3 separate regions of the Mus musculus genome follow, and all the other regions are linked to region 2. A link is a contact called in public promoter capture Hi-C data. All regions are on one chromosome and are shown on one strand. The core of a region is the stretch at or near the end of the contact, and the rest is flanking DNA. Distances in the headings are between cores, read along the strand shown.

What was found. Promoter capture Hi-C pulls out the DNA fragments that hold promoters and counts their contacts.
Region 1: a contact with region 2 is called in a promoter capture Hi-C map of liver, with 5 times the contacts expected there. The contact joins the promoter of Runx2os3 here to the enhancer-like site in region 2. A contact is called at or near these places in 8 of 39 promoter capture datasets (the 3T3-L1 cell line, the C10 cell line, cranial neural crest and 4 more).
Region 3: a contact with region 2 is called in a promoter capture Hi-C map of maxillary cranial neural crest. The contact joins two enhancer-like sites. A contact is called at or near these places in 5 of 39 promoter capture datasets (cranial neural crest, frontonasal cranial neural crest, liver and 2 more).

Annotation. Positions count from the first base shown.
Region 1 is chr17:44,560,038-44,563,246 of GRCm38.p6, reverse strand. It overlaps Runx2os3 (a long non-coding RNA gene), which reads right to left and starts at 1,272. Exons shown (of 2, transcript XR_876810.3): 1 at 1,141-1,272; 2 at 536-695. It also overlaps a transcript of Runx2 not described here.
Region 2 is chr17:45,276,049-45,278,967 of GRCm38.p6, reverse strand. No RefSeq gene overlaps it. Among named protein-coding and RNA genes, the nearest start is that of Gm41582, 14 kb to the right of the region's middle. Within about 2 kb of position 1,252, at least 5 of the 459 cell types and tissues checked have an H3K27ac peak or open chromatin away from gene starts, as enhancers often do.
Region 3 is chr17:44,708,497-44,711,719 of GRCm38.p6, reverse strand. The region is part of intron 3 of Runx2 (runt related transcription factor 2); the gene reads left to right. Among named protein-coding and RNA genes, the nearest start is that of Runx2, 27 kb to the left of the region's middle. Within about 2 kb of position 1,704, at least 161 of the 459 cell types and tissues checked have an H3K27ac peak or open chromatin away from gene starts, as enhancers often do.

The sequences.
Region 1 (3,209 bases), core at 23-2,522, 720 kb after region 2:
CATAGGCACGGCTCCCACCTCTGCTATTTTTATTGTACTTGGGTCCTGGAATTTAGATGGCCTAAGTGTCTGAAAAGAGCATAGGCGAGGCTTTTCTAACCAAGCTACTAGTTGCTTTCTGCATAAACCTTGGCTTTGCTGTGACACAAAGCTGTTGGATAGAAGTCTTTAGGAAGGAGCCTGTCCATCATTTGATGGCAGTGCGCCTTCAAGATGGTCCCTGTGATATAACCCCAAGGAAGGACCCCAAATCCTGTGGGGCACAGCAGGTACTTCTTTGTTCTCTGTTTGCTCCAGAATAAATCCTGTCTTGTGTCATGAGGTACACATACCACCCCTCTCTCTGTGGGGTGTGTGTGTGTGTGTGTGTGTGTGTGTGTGTGTGTGTGTGTGTGTTAGTGTTATAGGCTAGAGGTTGACTTTGGGAGCCATTCTCAACTGCTCTGCCCCTCATTTTTATTCTTGAGATGGTGCCTCTCATTGAAATGGGGACTTATTTTGTGTGGCTGGGTGGCCAATGAGCCCTAGGGACCTGCCTAGCTCTGCATTCCTAGATCAGAGGCTCCTGATGCGTGTCACCATGCATGGCTTTTACATGACTTCTGGGGATCAGAAGTCAAGTCCCCATGAGCTTGCAGCAGACTCTTCATCAAATGAGCCCAGACTGTCCATCCTCCCAAGGTGCCTGGAGATTCCTGCAGGAGATACCATAGGTCTTGACTTAGATCTTTAGCTTTCTGGCAGACCCTTCTGAGCCCAACAGCCTTGGAACACACCTCTGCACCTCCCATCCCTTCTTCCCTTCTCAAAGTCCTTCCCTTGGGGCCCTTAAAGGCACCCTTCAGTTTATCTCCAGCTCACTGTAGGGCATCGCTGTGGGATCTGCATATCTCCCAAGTCTCATCTGTGGGATCTTTCGAGAGGCAATTCTTCCAAGGGTGAGTTTCAGGGGGAAGAAAGCTATGAGCTCTAGGGAAAGGAGCAGAGTGTCCTGTCTTTTCCTTGACACAGAGACCCCCCCAATGAATGCATGTATGTGCATATGTGTGGCTAAAAATCAGCCAGCAGCCTACTCATCCCATCTGCCTGTGAGGAATAACAATTCTGAAACAAGTCCCCCCTGGGAACACAGCATCTCACTTATCTGAGTAGAAAGATGAAGCTCCAGTATCTCTGAGGAGAGGGAGCCTGGCTTGGCTAATGGGATTGACAGCATCACTGCTATGCTGTCTAGGTTATTCAGCAGACATTTCCCATAATTGAACAATGGAATCTTCGCAAACAGAATGCCAGGCGGCAGGTCCTCTGTGACATCGAAATTCACTGTGAAGAAACTGAGATGTCATCTTAAAGTTGCACAGGTATTCTTTTAGGGTGTCCGCAAACAGCTCATTGAGAGATTTGGAGGATGGCTAGAGACAAAGGCAAGGAGAAAGCTGGTGCCCGAAGAAAGACCTGGGATTGAAAGATACTCTCAAAGTTGCAGGAAGCCGGGTCTCGAAAAATGGCTCAGGGATCAAGAGCACATACTGCTCCTATAGAGACCTGGAGTTCCCAGGAAACGTGTCAGGTTGCCCACAGCTGCCTGCATCTCTTGTATCCTGGAGTCTGACATCCTCTTCTGGATATCATGGGTACCTGCATTCATGCATATACCCACACACAGATACACATGTATAAACACATTTAAATATATTTATTTAACCATATGTGTGTGTGTGTGTGTGTGTGTGTAATTTTTAAAGAGAGGTGTAGAAACCAGAAGAGAGGGGAAATTAAAGAGAAGAACTCTGAGAATTGTACTTGTAAAGGGAAGGTAGGAAAGGGATACTGGAAATCTGCTCTCTGGCTAGTGAGTTCCGGGAAATGTTGTGTACAGAAGCTGAGGCTATGCCAATCAAGGCCTGTGACGTCACCTGCATCTATCAGTCAATCAAGGCCTGTGACGTCACCTGCATCTATCAATCAGTCTAGCCCCCACAGCCCGAGTGGATTTGCTTGATGTTGTTATATATGTTTTGGTGAACTGTCCTCTCCCGTATGAGAGACTATGTTAATCCTTCAAGTGTTTTCTCCATGGGAACACCTGATTTCCAGCAAGGAGCTGGGCACAGTAACACATGCCTGTAATTCCACTGTTGGAGGGGCTGAAGCAGATGGATTACTGTGGGTATAGAGGCTATGTTGGATAACAGTGTAGTGAGTTCTAGGTCAGCCTGGGTTATATAGAGTGAGACCTCATTTCATAAAAAATACTTATAGAGAAAAGAGTTTATACCAGTAAGAGTTTTTAAAATTCAGGTGCTTGTTAATTAATTGTTTAGTGTTTGTATGCACACACATTCGTGCGTGCAGGTGTGCAAGTGCGCTCATGTCTACTTGTGTAGAGGCTAGAAGAGGGCACCAGCTCCCACGAAGCAGGACTTATAGATGTTTGAAGGTGATTGGCTTGTTATGTGGGTGCTGGGATCTGAACCCTGGTCCCCACGATTAGACAGCAAGTACTCTTAACCACTGAGTTATCTCTCCAGCCCCTCTTTAAGTCTAGCTATAAAAGATATTTCTAACTTGCCTATCACTGTGAGGATAGAGTCTGTGTGTCATGCAGGTGGCTCTGAAGTTGGACAGTTTCGTGCATGCCAGCACAAAAGCATCCACGCTGAGCTTCCTCAAACAAACACTTCATAAAACAGAGACATTTCAGACACTGCGAAGAACAGCCAACACACGGCAAAGGATGCACAGTTTGGAGCCCGTGTAATGCCCGAGGTTGCTGCCTAATTTACTACTATCTGGCCTTTGCTACGCCCTCATTAATCTGTCAGTTGAATGAGCTCTAATTATGCATCTTGTAACCTCATATGCCATAGCACACTGTGTTTGAGGGGAGATAGATCTTCAAGATTTACTGCATAATTGTTGGTAATCTCAGGGGATCTCCAAAACTGGAGGGAAAATTCGCCTTCTCCCAGCTACCAGGAATGCCATCCTAGTCAAAGAGAAGCAGATGCGCATGGCAGGAGGAGCTGCAGTTTAGTCCGTGAGTCAGTGCAAGCTCACAGCCTGACAGAATGCGAGCCATCTTGTCATGTGGCTTTAATCTGCCCGGAGCCAGGAATGTATAGCACGCTTGCTTTGCTTTCTTCTGAATGGTTGTTAAGGAGCTTCACTATTACCTCCAAACTGCCTGTTGCATTTTGCCCTCCTCT
Region 2 (2,919 bases), core at 3-2,502:
GTGTGGTCCCTGGCCTTGCCCATGCCCGGTAAGTGATCAACCACTGAGCTACATCCCAGCCCTTGAGATGTTTCCAGATTTCAGAAATCTAGAAGGAAATACAATTGCATATGCTCCTGTATTTTGCTTTTGAAAGGAACCGTTCTCTCTGTGTACATATCTGTAAGCAGTGATCTCTCTCTCTCTCTCTCTCTCTCTCTCTCTCTCTCTCTCTCTCTCTCTCTGTGTGTGTGTGTGTGTGTGTGTATGCATGTGTGCATTTTGCATCTTGTTGGATCCTGGGAACAGACAGACAGAAATATCAATAAGATTGGTAGCAGGCATGGGTCTGATAGAGGCTGTAGAATGTGGCTCTTACTACATCAGAGAAAGATGGTAGGAAACTATAGAAAGATGAGTGCTCAAACAACCCTTGCGACCTTAGGGACCCAGCAGTTTTCCAGAACATCCCACATTGCTCTTCCCCCTGGCATGGCACGCCCTACTTAATCCTGCCTGTTCTAGGAGGATCTGAACCCCTTACACCTCCCAGATCTGTTTCAGAGGCACTAAAGTGACCTACGTAAGATCTGAATCCCCATCCCCTTAGCAGGCCAGCAGGAGAGGTGACAGAATAAGCCAGGCCTGGACTGGCAGAGGGACTCAGTCTGAAATCTGGCTGGCCTTTGATGTGGGGCCATGAGGATCTTGTTCTGCATCACTCAAGAGGCTATAGGGGCACAGCAGGTCACTAATGTTGGGGTCTGTGTCTTCCTGCCCACGCCTTCTGCAAACCTCAGCTTCTGAATATACTAGAAAGGCAACATCCAAAGCCCCCTACATCTCCTCCTAGAGGTTTCCCGGGACTCCCTCAGCCCTTGCCGCTGTAGTCTGTCACCCAGGCCTAGGAAGTGTTACTTGGGGACAAGTTTCCAGTGAAGGGAAGAAGAGTAACATCGCATCCTGGCAGGGCACTGAGGCAGGAGGTGTTGGGGCAGACCCCATAAGCCGAGTAGTGGACCAAGACATCAGCATCCCCATATGCCAAGGCATGTGTCCTTTCAAGTGGTCAGCTCAATGCATTTTGAGCTTGTCTTTGATTGCCCCAGGAGCCTCATGGGAATAGCTGTAACATTTTACATTTTCCACCCCCCCCCCCAATTCATTTCTCTCCTGGTACACCTTTCTGCACCATGCCTGATTCATCCTAGGGCCAACCTCCCTCCCCATTCAGCTACATGCGAGGTCATGCCAGCTAGGCAGAAGGATGCCAGGAGTAAGATTTACAGCCCAGTGACCAGCAGAGTACCACATACAGTGATGCTCAGGCCGGGTCTGCTGAGCTGGAGGTGAAGATCCTGAAGTCAAATGCAGGACCTTTGGACATGGAAAGTTACATCTATTGTCAAGTATTTTCAACCCCCTCTTTTTTCACAGAAAACAATATTAAAACACTGTCGCCCCTCAGTCCTTGCCCTGGCTTCTCTCAAGCTTGGCTTTTGACGTTGATTTTCCCATTTCAGAATTGATATAGAATTCCCGAAGATAACCAAACTGCTATTTAGACATTTTAAAGATGCAATTTGAGTTCCAGGCAGGAGAAAGGGGTGGATAAAAGAGATTATATGATAATGATACGGCTGTGGGAAGCCTGTCAGATAAAATGTGTTTTCTCTGGTGGGCAGACTATTTCTGGAGCCGTTCTGGGTCCCTCCACTGAGGGATGTGTTTATCCTAATGGGAAGCAGGACTGAGTTAGGCCGCAGGGCCCTGCACGGCTTTTTAACATCTTAAGACACCACAAGAGACGTTTGTGGTGGTCAGAGGATGCATTTAGTGTGCTCTTGGCCCTTTCAGTGTGCTCTGACTTGGCTCTGACAGGATCGGGCTGAAGGAGAGAAGTCTGAAGTGGGGGAAAGTGTGTCTCTCCAGATGTGCCTGTGAGAGACTTCTGGGTACAAGGAAAAAGTCAGCTCACACCATCTCGCACTATAAGCAGAGATGTTTGATCTCACAGTAGCCCAGAGCCAAGGCTTCAAGTGGAGCATGATCTAAGCTCCGGCTGCTTCCCTGCTCTGTCCCATCTGCTCTTTTGTTCTTGTGTTGGCTCTACTTACAGTCACAAGATGGTGACTGGTAGCACTTTCAACAGAGGAACCTGTCCCCTTCCGTTTAAATGAGCTGTTTTAAGCCACCACTCTAACTAGTAGCAGCTAACTAGTTGCTCCCATCGTAGGCTCCATGGTCTACCCAGGGTTCTAACACAACGCAAGGACGGAGCTTGGAGTCATCCTTTCACCTCAGACTGGGGCTAGGGTGCTACACAAGGGACAGGACCTTGACTAGACTCTGCCAGGAGTTAGTTAGTTAGTTAGTTAGTTAGTTAGTCTAGTTAGAAATGAAGGTTGTTAAGTGACCAGCAGCTATCACAGCTAGAAACTTGGAAGTGGAGATCTAGCAGAGCCTGCCAAGGCCGAGAGACCAACCCTTCTGGTTCAGAACTGATGGGATCCAGACACTAATACAAAGATTAAAAGTACACATGTGTATAAAACACACACGTTACATTTCAGCCTTCTCTCCCGTTGAATTGACACAGTAATGTGGACATATACTTTGCAAAGAATTGTTGCTTCGTGAGTGAACCCTAGCCACCTAGGCTGGCCAACCCGGGCTTTGCTTCCTTCACAGTGGAACAGGGACACGTGCAGCTCCTTCTCTGCTTCCCAATAGCGCTCTGACCTAAGTTGGCCTTGCTGATGTTCCCTATGGAAGATGTGAAGGCCAACTTCTCTAGAGCTAGCTGTTAATCACCGCTCTACTTAGCACAACGGAGTCTGAGCCTCCTGGGCCCAAAAGATGGGCTTGAACTCTTGAACAGGAATTCATCTTAACTCATGACCCAGATCTATCCAGGAGGTCTGGAGAATGGTCAGGGAC
Region 3 (3,223 bases), core at 455-2,954, 570 kb after region 2:
CCTCTGTATTCTTTTTTTGTTGTTGTTGTTGTTCCTTCAAGATTTATTTTTATTTATGTGTGTGCGCATGTCTGTGTATGGGCCTGAGCCTATGGGTGTGGGCATTTGCAGAGGCCAGAAAAGGACTTTGGAGCTTTTGGGGCTGGAGTCACAGGTCATTGTGAGCTTCCCAGTGGGGGTGCCTGAGAACCCCAACATGGTCCTCTGCAAGACCAGTGAGTGCTCTTAGCTGCTGAATTTTCCCTCCAGCCCTTCCTCCATATTCCTGAGACATGTCTGCTGGCAGAAGTTTTACCTTACTACACTGAAGGCAGGGGTCAAAGCAGTGTCTCCTTGCTCTTTGTGTAGCTCTATTGGGTTCTGGGCTGTCCCCCAGGCCTATGAAGTGCTGGAGAGGACTGGAGGGTTAAGGCTTTCTCTTCCTCATTCCAGATAACATCTGGGATGGCTCACCCTTCTTCTCTGCCATTACTTTGTATCCTTCTTGAGCTTTTTCTGATGGCTGGCCGTGACTTTTGCTTGCTTAGGAATGGTGGATGAGTATTTAGAGACTGGTCACTCGTGAACAGAGGTGGGCGGGGACAGGTAAGCTGTGTCACATGGATGAAGTGTAGAAACACTTTAAGATTATGTGCTGTTTCTGGGAGAGCTTCCTATCTCTACATCCCTGCTGTCTATGAAGGCATTTCCTGGGCCCTGTACTGATGCCAGTAGCCTGAAGTCTAGTTTTCCCTGAGAAACATGAATAAAAAGCCCTTAAGTTCTCCCTCTATGTCTCTGCCTGCCTGCCTGTCAGTCTATCTGTCTGTCTGTCTCTCTTTCTCTGTGTCTGTGTGTACATATTCATGTACACACATGTGTGTGGGGTGCATGTACACATGTAAGTGTGTATGTGTGTGTGTCTGTGTGTGTGTGTCTGCATGCACATGTGTAGGTAACTGTGTGGTGGTGGGTGTACATGCTTACATATGAATGTGTGTGCGTGTGTGCATATAGCACAAGTGTGTGGGGTCTACATGCACATTTGTGAGCGTTGTGTGAAGGTCAAAGGTTAATGTCGTTTCTGAGGCCAGGTCTCTCACTGAGTCTGCAGATGAGTCCCTAGGATCTTCACGGGTCTTCCACCTCAGCCCTGGCACCTCAGGCCTGCACTGCTGTGCTCAGCCTTTAATGCGGGTGTGAGGAACTCTGCACTCAGGCCTCAGGTTTGTGTAGCAGGCCTTTACTAATCAGACCGTCTCCTCAGCCCTAAGCATTTGACTACTAGATTTTCACCTGGCTTGCTCACTGTTTTCCAAGGTCCCCAAGCAAAGGAAATTACAGGCAAGTTCCATATTTTGATATTTGCAAACTTGCATCTATAAAGAGCAGCTTGATTGGTATAGATGCCAGTCATTTGGCCCCCTACTATATAAAATATTATTTTAAAATTCTAGTAACAGCAGGAAGATCCCTTCCCGTACTCACCCCCTCTCTTTAAGGAAACAGTGCTGGTGGAGGTTGGCCCTGGTGTCTGGTAGAATTTGGTGGAATGTGCTCTCTAGAAGAGCAGTTTTAAATCTCTTTCAGTACTTTTCTTTCTGTTGTTGACTGACTGTCAGGAGCTGGGAAGGTGGCCAAGAAGGAAATGACACATCGAGAGGCATTTTGCGTTGTGCAAGAGTCTGGGACTGATGCAAGGCTATATGGCCTGTTTACACATTCCTTCGCTAGCAGACTGCATGGCAGTAATTTAATTCAGGAGCGCATGGCATGCTGCAGCAAGGAGCTATGGCCTTAGCATCCTTTCATGGCAAATTATCACAGCCGTTAAAACATGCTCATGTCCCTCCTGTGCACTCCCCTGGCTACCCCCCCCCCCCCCCCCGCTAGGCTTGCTTTCTCATCGCCTGGGACTGGAGTTAACAGCAGCCTTGCTGGGGAGGCCCACTTTCCACATGCATCCCATCCCAGTTGATGGATTTATTTCTAACTAAATATAGCATTCAAATGATACGTGTGTTCTAGGGTTCTCAATCCACACGCAGGCTCCATTCGAATGTGTCAGTACTTTCTCAGGTCAGGAACGGTTTGTTCTTAAAATAGTGCTAGGGACTGAAAAAAAAAGATTGATTTTTTTTTAAAATGGGGAGGTTTCTTATTTATGAAAATGGCTTTTCTTTCTTCTGAGAAACAACTTGTGATAGATCACTGAGAGATCCCTTGCTTCTGTTTTGGGTCATGTAGTATTTTACCCAGTGGCTACTTGATTTGTATAGCATAGTTTATACTGACAGATGATAGTGGGAGAGAGAGTGATTGTTTTACTTTTTTTTTGTGGCCATAATTGTTCCTAGGTAGGATTTTCATATTGATGACATTTATGCTGTCAACTGAAGCATGGCTTTCCCTTCACATAAAATTCACGTGTAAGTTTTAATTGGGGCAACTTATGGGAACGTAATTGTTCTTGACTTTGAAGTGATTTGGGAAGCAAAGAGAACATAAAAACACTGAGTTCTTAAGGATTAATACGGCCTTTATAAATGATGGTTAAAAGAAGAGACTCTTTATGATGTGGCGCCCAAGTAGCAAGTGAAAGGCTACCCTGTGCTTCTGGTAACCTCTCTACTAGTCTGCTGTTCTCTACTAGTCTGCTGTTCTCTGGTGCTGAAAGCCTATTTGCTAGTAGACCAAAGCCTTTCCGTTAAAAATTGAAGGTTGAGGCTTTAACTTATAACATCTCCAGAAACAGTTAAGTCAGGCTTGTGTTCATGAGCAAAATAAATAAATAAATAAATGTGATGGGAACCTCCTTCTGTAGGAGCAGAGTTCAAGGCAGAGAGGAAGAATTGCTGAGTGATTTCTACTTGCCAAGGTCTTGGCAAGTAAGATGTAGAAAGTAAACAGAGACAGCCAGAGTGCACGCATCATAAGTCTCTGCTCCTCTTGGAGACCTCGGACACCAGCATTAAGCACCGTCGTTGGCTGTGGGTCGGTTCTCACAGGGGGCTGAGTGTACTGTTCATGGCTGGTACACTACTTCAGAATATGTTTTTGTTATTGTTGCTGCTGCTGTAATTTTAAAGTAGGAGTGGTTTTTTTTTTTGTTTTTTTTTTTTTTGTGGTGGTTGTGGTGGTGGGGCGTCTATATTTTGAACTTACCTTCTCTTGCAAAGATTTCCTGCCATAGAATTTTCCTTGTCTAGTTTTATTCTAGATACACATGGCGCCTCTTCCCCTC